2 separate regions of the Mus musculus genome follow, and region 2 is linked to region 1. The links are chromatin contacts, called in public HiChIP or PLAC-seq maps. All regions are on one chromosome and are shown on one strand. Each heading gives the region's core, a stretch centred on a gene start, on an enhancer-like site or on the middle of the called end of the contact. The rest is flanking DNA. Distances are from core to core; before and after follow the strand shown.

Region 1 (4,111 bases), core at 722-3,221:
AGTTACCAGTCTCCAGTGATCAAGGGCATCTTCCAGCATGGCTCTTCGAGGTGGCCCTTCCCCAAAGAACCTTTACATCCTGTCGCATGCAAGAAGGTAGGCCAGTGGCTCCTTCTGAAGCCATTTAAGAGTGAAGTTAGCAAGGTGACCATTTGCCATGTTCTAAGGTGGCTTGTCTTTAACGCCTCCATAACAGTATTTGCTAGGTTCCTACCATGTATTAAGCCCTGGGCTCCTGACACTTGGTGACTGGGTGACACGTAGGTCCAAAGAATGGTTTCTGCTCCAAAGGAGCCAACAGTCTAGAGGTAAAGAAATGCTCTGAGAGTAAGCGGAGGATGCTGAGGTCTCTGGCCTGGAACCCTGGAGGCACCGGAGAGTGCTGCTGAGAAAGACCATTGTGAATCAGCTAGTCTATCTATGTATGTTGAGGCAAAAAGGCCCTGCACACAAACCGAGTTAGTATCAAGTAATCTAGGTCTCTATGCACATCGAGTGGTACGATGAGATGATGTAAATGTCTTTAGTTCCTTCTAGAATATGCGGTACCCAGTAGACAATGAAGGATAAAAAAAAGTCATGGCTCTTCCTGAGGCTGATTTGTGTTCAGCGTTTTATGAGTGGGAAGCAGTGTGCCCATTGGCTCACTTCCTGGCAGCAGTCAGAGGTTTCCTTATCGACTCTCCTCATATGCAATTTAAGGAGGGCTCAGGTTAGCCCAGTGTAGAGGGAGACGAAACTATCAGAATTACAGAGAGATGGGAAACACTCTGCAGAGCTCTCAGTGAAAATGAATGGGTCTTTAAAATTATTAGGATAGACTGAGTTCATTTCCTTTGAATGCTTCGTTTTGCTTTGTTCTCTCTCCCTCCATTAGGCAACTTCTCACGGCTGCTTCCTTAGTGTCTCCCGAAGTCCTAATGCAATATGTGCACTGAATAGTTGTTGACTGACTGCATGTTGTTGAATTAATGAAAGGGATGTCAACTCAGAAATCCAGCACTGGCAGACATTATAGATAATGTAGTCTACTGTAACAACAGCAAGAGTATGCTCTTTAATTACAGAGACATTTCTGTAACACAGCTGATTTCAGAGTATCTTTATCTTGCTTAGCTCTTAAATCTTACCTTGAAATTTTTTCTTTCAGTCAGTTAAAAAAATTTGTTCAAAATTTATATCTCTACATAGCAAAGCTAAAGAATCATTTTTTTAAAAAAAATCAAACTAAGTGGAAACAAACATATTTGATTCTGAATACGATTTCTGAACTGAATCTGGATTTCAGAAGGCATGATTGCAACTCAAAGGCTGTAAAGCTGCGCAAGCTAAGAATGACTGAAAGATGCTCTGCTATTTCAATTCTTTTAATAACTTCAAATCTTTACAACTTCTTTATCCCTTTCTTTCTTCTTTAGTGTAGCAACTGTGCAAGTTTCTGAAAAAGCACTTTCTAACCTTGGGATCCTGGGTGAGGACGGCGTCCTCTGCTGCCTGATTGGTGTGTCACTCTGATGGTCTGAGTCTGCAGAAGGCCCACACTTCCATGTCAGAGCTGTGGGCGTCTGGGTGACATCATCCTTATTCCGAAAGGCAGAATCCAGTGGCGCAGAGACCTTGAGCTCCAGTTTATGAAGCATTCCTGCTCGCCCAGACAACCCTACCTCTCCAAATGTCTCCTGTGCCCTTAGCCTCAGGACCTCCCGAGGCCACCCGCGGTCACCCAGCGACACCTGATTTACCACTGGCCAGTGCGCTCCTCCCTCCCGCCTCGCCCCGCCCAGGCGGACTCAGCCGCCCGCCGAGGCGTGTCCCTCGCTGCCCGCCGTAGCCCAGCGTTCGGCCGGCCGCCGTTCCCAAGATGGCCGCTGCGCGCACGGCTCCTGCGGCGGGCTAGAGGCGGAGGCGGAGTCGAGTCACTCCCTCACCCCGCGGCTCCTGGTCTTCCCGCACCAGGCTGCAGCTGACGACCCGCCGCGGTCATGCGAAGCTTGGTGCACGGATGAGAGACGCCATCGCCGAGCCGGTGCCCCCTCCTGCCCTCGCCGACACCCCTGCAGCCGCCATGGAGGAGCTGCGGCCAGCACCGCCGCCACAGCCCGAGCCGGATCCGGAGTGCTGCCCAGCGGCGAGGTGAGTGCACGGCTGCAGCTGCAGCTCGGAGGGAGCAGGGTGGCGCGTGAAGGGGGCGTGGGGTCCTCGGCTGCGCGCCAGGTGGGCGCGGAGCATCCGGACCTCCGGTGGCGGGAGGGGCGCGGTGCAGCGCGGAGCCCGGTGCTCCGCTTCCGCGCGACCCCTGCCCGGGCTCGGAGGCCAAGCTCCCGAGCGACCCTGGCCTTTGCAGTAGTGCTCCCCGGGGCCCTGCTGCAGACAGCCCCAGCTTGCCCCGGACTGCCGCTCGGGCTCGGATCAGTGATCGGATGGAAGGAAGGTGGTCCATCTTTCTCCTTTTTCCAGGAAAAGAGAGGCGACGTGCCTCTCGGCAGTTCCTTGCTCCTTCAGCCCTTTGCAGCGCGCCTCCCAGCCTTCTGTCCCCAGGGCGAAGCTTCACGTAACTGCAGACAAGGTTCCTTGTCAGAGATCCTTTTACTGTCTTCTAGCAACAGCCTGATGCAGTGTTGCGCACGAAAATAGCTAAGGGTTTATGTGTGAAACTTTGCTACCGCAGGAAGCTCCAAGATGGAACTTTGGTACCCAGAGTATCTGTTGCATTCTGCTCCGTAGAAGCTCTTTTAACTGCTACGAAGAGTCTCAAGTTTTAATTGGGAGGGTAAACTCACGGTGTCCTGATTTTGTGTTTAAATGCCAGTCCTTTGCATCTCAGGATAAACTTTGACTGCTTCCTGTCCCCTATAGTGAAAACACTCCCACAACTCCTCCTGGCTTAAGGTCTCGCTCTATAACCTCAGGAAGAAGGCAGTTAAATAGCTTTGCTTTTTCCTGCTTGAAGAAATAGCAAATTTATAGTTGTAGCGAGACCCGAACACGGGAGCCATTCACATCCTTGCTTGTCACCACTGGGTTGCCTGAGAGGAATTTTACTTTTTCAAAGCCGTGAGAGCTACTGCATTGTGTTTCTTAATTTCAAGATAGTTCTGTGACATCTTTTGGGGCATTTTCTTTAAGGAATAGTACAGGGTGCTATTAGAAGTCTTTTTTCAGAAAGTTCATAATTTTCTTAATGTATTGAGCTGTTGAGCAATTTTTACTCCTTTAATCGTTATTTTAGAAATAATAAATGTGAGTCCTTACTTAATGCTTAAAATGTTTTATCACGTAGCCATTACTTTTGTTAATTCATTTAATCTTTATAACAGTCTTATGAGTTAATTCTGCTATTCATCTCCTTTATGTAAGAGGAAACTGAGGCAAAAGGTAAATAGCATATATAAAGATTAACAGCTTGTAATGAACAAAAGTCTGGCTGCCTAGTTTGTGCCTTAATTATCACGAGGAAGAGGGATGATTTCATACCCACAGACCCGACATTATAATTCTATGTAACTGTTCTCGGGGGAGAAAATGGACTTGAGCGGTGTTAGGCAGAGGGATAAAAATCTGCTATCAAAACGCTGCTTTCCTATTGATAAACAGCCTTGCCTTCCAGCCAGGAGCCTGTCTCTTTGTTATAATAAAAATAGGTCAGGATAATGGGCCTCATCCAACTTTACGTGAACAGCAGTGTACAGAACAAGGAGATCTTTGAAGTATTTTTCTTAGCAACATTGCAGTTAATTTTACAATAGCAAATGCGTAGAGCAGATTTTTTTTTTCTCTTGGTGAAGCTGCTGCTTTGCCTTTTTGCTGCAGTAATGGACACTGCCTCCTCTTCAGTTGGCAGGGGTGACCTCTGGCACTATTACTGTCCATCTGTGGTAAGCGATGTTGCAGGGAGCTCCAGCTGTTTGTATGTGGTCCACATTCCTACCTATTCACAAGAGGCTCATACATTGCCGTATACATCCCGAATCTGCTCAGTGCCTCCCCCCAACACGCCAGCGACCACTAATCTGTTACCTAGCATTTCCAGGTGGCTCTCTGGCAGACCAGAATAAAGCTGTTGATGTTGTTGTTCCTCGGCTGTGCGTGTGTGTCATTGATCACGCAGGCT
Region 2 (4,447 bases), core at 400-2,899, 220 kb after region 1:
CAAGTTCCAGATCCAGCATGGTGGAAAACACCTTTAACCTGGGCCACACCTTCTGCTGGAGACCTACCTAAGGACATTGGCAAAAGAAAGATTCACTCTTCTTCTCTGCTTGCATTGACTTGCCAGCACATCTGTTGGAACCTACCTCTACACAAGACCAGCTGAAACAACTAGCCTTGTGGGACTGAGCAACTACTAGATTCTTGGACTTCCCATCCACAGCTGTCCATTGTTGGGTTAGTTGGACTATAGACTGTAAGTCATCATAATAAATTCCCTTAATATAGAGAGACATTCCATAAGTTCTGTGACTCTAGAGAACCCAGACTAATACAGTCACCTAGGGGACAAGTCACCAGGGTCTGGAGGGACGCTCTGGATTGGGCTGAGGTGATAGGATTTACCTGAATGTGGGTGTGTCAGTTTGTATATGCTTGGCCCAGGGAATAGCACTATTAGAAGGTGTGGCCTTGTCATTGTGGGTGTGAGCTTTAAGACCCTCATCCTAGCTCCCTGGAAGCCAGTCTTCTCCTATTGGCCTTTAGATGAAGATGTAGAACTCTCAGCTCCTCTTGCACCATGCCTGCCTGGATGCTGCCATGCTCCCACCTTGATGATAATGGACTGAACCTCTGAACCTGTAAGCCAGCCCCAATTAAATGTTGTTTTTTATAAGACTTGCCTTGGTCATGGTGTCTGTTCACAGCAGTAAAACCCTAAGACAGTGGGCAACTCTGTTCCATGAGCTGGGGGCCCAGACTGAATAAGAACAAGAACTCAAGCTGAATATCAGCTTTCATCTCTCTACCTCTGCTTCCTGACTGTGGATACAATGTAACCAGCTGCCCCACTCTTGCCTGCCATCTTGCCTCCTCCACTCTACTGGACTGGACTGCTAGACTATGAGCCAAAGTAAACCATTCTTTCTTGCAGATGTATTTTTTTCAGGTTTTTTTTTTCTTTCTGTTCTTTCTTTTCTTTTCTTTTCTTTTTCTTTTCTTTCTTTCTTTTTTTTTTTTTAAGAAAAAGTACTGCTACAGAAGCCACATTTAAATGCTATTGTACACTAACGTCATCTGCTTTTTCATACCAACAGCATTGTCTGATTGTTGAAGCCTACGGTAGGTAGTCTCATGGCACTGAGCAGAGGGCTCTGCAGAGGCAGCCTGGCTTGCAGTCAATTCTGTGAGTACTGCACAGGGACCAGCCCAGCTGAAGTCAGTTCTCCCAGGATCTAAGTGTTCCTTGGATCAACAACAAAGCAGTTTTCAGCTCCGAAGCGTTTGTACAATGGAGTGCATGCTTGCCTGTTTTCTTGAGCGGAATTTGCAGAACACACTCTAACCTTTTCCCTGTTGACTCAGCATGAGTCACCATTATGAATCAAAACCATAGAATTTTAGTACAAAAAGGAACCTCAGAGACTACTTAGCTCTGGGTTTTCATATTCCAGAAGCAGGGCTAGAGGAGTTTAGGGGGTGGCAAGAGGGCGAGGATGGGATGTGAATTTGGAGGGGCCTGATCGGGAGACCCCACTTCACCTTTGGTCGTGCTCTGATTTCCACATCTGAGACTCACGCATGCTGTGTGGATGCTGACAGTCCAGACAGCTCTTGACAGAGTGGTTACATACCCTGTTCTCTGACCTCTGCGTCTCTGTCTCCACAGTTGCCCAAGACTTGCTTATGTACATGGGAGGCTGGAGTAAGGTTGCACTCAGCTGGGGCTTGCAGCTGCTACCATTACTACAGTGGGCTCAGAGGAGCCTTTCCATATGAACCCAGCTCTATTCTCTGCCTGGCTGTCACTGGTCAGTTCCTGGGGCAGTTATGGCACCCTCCCTTGAGAGAACCCCAACTTCTCTCCCTCACTACTTCACTCTTAGATCTGGCCACCAAGTTAGGGACTGAAATAACCAAATTGTACTTTTCTGGCCTGAGGGAATATACTCAAGAGCAAGGTGTCTGCTAGGGGGGACATCCCCTGGCTTACAAATGGCTCATCTTGTGTCACCAAGAAGGTTCCTTTTCTGTGCCTGTCAACGTTATAACCTCTTAGTGGGCCACTAATCATGATGTTTAGGGTGTACCCTAGTGCCACACTTTTACCTCTTCAAAGGCCATTTCCCCAAATACAGTGACTCCCAGAGCTTCTAATTGTTGAAACATGGCTCAGTCCATGATAATCTTATTCATGGCTCGGCTTACAGCAAATCAGGCTTTGAGGACAGTCACAGTGATGATTCCAGGGCCTTTTATGTATTCTTTTAATGCGCAATTGGCCCTTACACAGACAACTGACTTCTCAAAAAGTTTTTTCTTACTACTGGGTCTCATTATGGCACTTTCCAAACAAATTTGTGTTTGTTTGTTTCCCTGCTTCTCTCATTTCCTCCTTCCCCCTTGTAACTTCCTGCTTCCATCACATGTGACTTTTTGTGGCCACACCCACTTCCTCAACACCTCCTGTTTCCCTCTTGAGGACTCCTTGCTAGTTCCATAGTCTATACCCCTGTCAGACACACACACACCCTTTTTACATATCTATAACAATAAAAGTTAGGATCTACATATGTCTTAGTTAAGGTTTTGCTGCTGAGAACAGACACCATGACCAAGGCAACTCTTGTAAGGACAACATTTAATTAGGGCTGGCTTACAGTTTCAGAGGTTCAGTCCATTATCATCAAGGTGGAAGCATGGCAGCATCCAGGCAGGCATGGCCCAGGAGGAGCTGAGAGTTCTACATCTTCATCTGAAGGCCAATAGAAGACTGGCTTCCAGGGAGCTAGGATGAGGGTCTTAAAACCCACACCCACAATGACATACTTCCTCCAACAACTTCCTGCCACACCTTCTAACAGTGCTATTCCCTGGGCCAAACACATACAAACCACTACAGCATATGTGAAGGAGTGTGCGAGTCTTCTCTTTTGGAGTCTGGGCCACGTCGCTTAATAAGCTACTTCCCAGGTCTACCTGTTCTCCTGCAAATTTCATAATAGTTTTATTCTTCTTTCCAATTGAGCAAACTTTTAAAGCTATGTATATGTGTGTTTATGTGTATGTATATATATGTGTATGTATGTGTTTGTGTATACCTGTGTATGTGTGTATGAGACATTTTGAAAAAATTATCATAGGTCTTGGAATAGTTCCCAAAAGCAGCATGTGGATAAGCAGTGCGTGACGGGCCCTCACTCTACCCACATCACCCTAGGGAAGGCAGGGATGAATTCTGCCCTGAGCTCTGGAAACTGTCTGCTAGGCCTATAGGGGCAGAAGGAGTAGAAGCCTGTAGGTGGTCCCCAGTCTACAACGCAGAGGGCCCAGGGCAGTAGAAGGCCATGCAGGGGGCGTCCTGGGGCTGGCAGTGACCATCTGTGCTCAAACTTGTCTTTAGCTCCATGCCTCTCCTCGAACAACAAGACAGTCACCTGGGTATTAAGATGTGATTAAAATTCAATAGAGCAAGGCACACACACACACACACACACACACACACACACGCTCTGTGCCTGAAGAGAACAAAGGTCCTTGAAGGGACAGAGGGGACTGAGCTGGCACTGTGTCCAGCCATAAGGCTTCCTGGATGCTTAGCATCTGCCATTGCTTTCCTGGCCCAGAACTGGGTCCTTACCTCTCTTATCCTTCTGACTGGGAGATGTCTCCTCCTTCCCACCTCCCAGATTGTCTGCCCATGCTGGCTGTGGAGGGAGCACTGCCTCTCTGCATCCCTATCCCTCAGCCCTGCAGGCAGGCCCTCCTTTCTTCTTTCTTGGTTCCCACCCCAGCAAAGCCACACCCTCCTGCTTTCTTATTTATCTTACTAGGATAACTGGGATACTTTGGGCACCAAATGAGCTCAGAGTAACAATGTTGCCTGGATTTTAGAGGAGGTCTAGGGAACCAGAGATTATCCTTTGTGATTCCTTTCTCCTAGAGTCCTGTACAGGTACAGAATTGTGGCTTTAAAAAAGACCGTAGGAGCCAGGGTACCTAGATATCTCTTGTGAAACAGGCTCTCCTAGAAACGGCTGCATAGACAAGACTGGAGCAATGGCACTATCAAGAGACAGTTCATAAAGAAGGCAGAATAGTTCACGAGTCCTGCCCCCTAAACAAAGAACTATTGGCTGCTGGAAGAAGGAGAATTACCCTTTCGCCCAGGGATAAGCCTACTTATTGGCTGTCCAGTGCGGAGTGGTCAGTCTTGAAACCATATGCACCAGCACAACAAAACCAGACTCATCAGGTTTCATGTATGTATATTTATACACACATATATTTAATACATATAATCAAGGAAAAAAACCACAAAGGCTCTTGATGAGAGTGAGGGGAGAGAGAGGGTCTCTGGGAAGGCCTGGAGGGAGGAATGGGAGAAAGAGATGTAATTCTATTTCAATTAAAAATATTAAGGGAGGGGGAGGTGGGGGGAGGAGGAG

The links. HiChIP or PLAC-seq counts read pairs in DNA pulled down with a chosen protein or histone mark.
Region 2: an H3K4me3 HiChIP or PLAC-seq map of bone marrow-derived macrophages shows a contact between it and region 1, with 4 times the contacts expected there. The contact joins the enhancer-like site here to the promoter of Map3k4 in region 1. A contact is called at or near these places in 5 of 39 promoter capture datasets (the HPC-7 cell line, embryonic stem cells, hippocampal neurons and 2 more), 3 of 484 Hi-C or Micro-C datasets (embryonic stem cells and erythroblasts), 10 of 115 datasets of contacts at active chromatin or transcription factors (bone marrow-derived macrophages, embryonic stem cells, fetal liver and 3 more) and 2 of 9 other capture datasets (adipose tissue and liver).

The regions. Positions count from the first base shown.
Region 1 is chr17:12,316,520-12,320,630 of GRCm38.p6, reverse strand. It overlaps Map3k4 (mitogen-activated protein kinase kinase kinase 4), which reads left to right and starts at 1,971. Exons shown (of 27, transcript NM_011948.2): 1 at 1,971-2,133. The coding sequence starts at 2,003. It overlaps 4732491K20Rik (RIKEN cDNA 4732491K20 gene), which reads right to left and starts at 1,778. Exons shown (of 2, transcript NR_045290.1): 1 at 1,459-1,778.
Region 2 is chr17:12,092,228-12,096,674 of GRCm38.p6, reverse strand. No RefSeq gene overlaps it. Among named protein-coding and RNA genes, the nearest start is that of Agpat4, 25 kb to the left of the region's middle. Within about 2 kb of position 1,649, at least 91 of the 459 cell types and tissues checked have an H3K27ac peak or open chromatin away from gene starts, as enhancers often do. A contact at or near this core is called in adipose tissue, bone marrow-derived macrophages and pancreatic cancer cells, where this site is marked.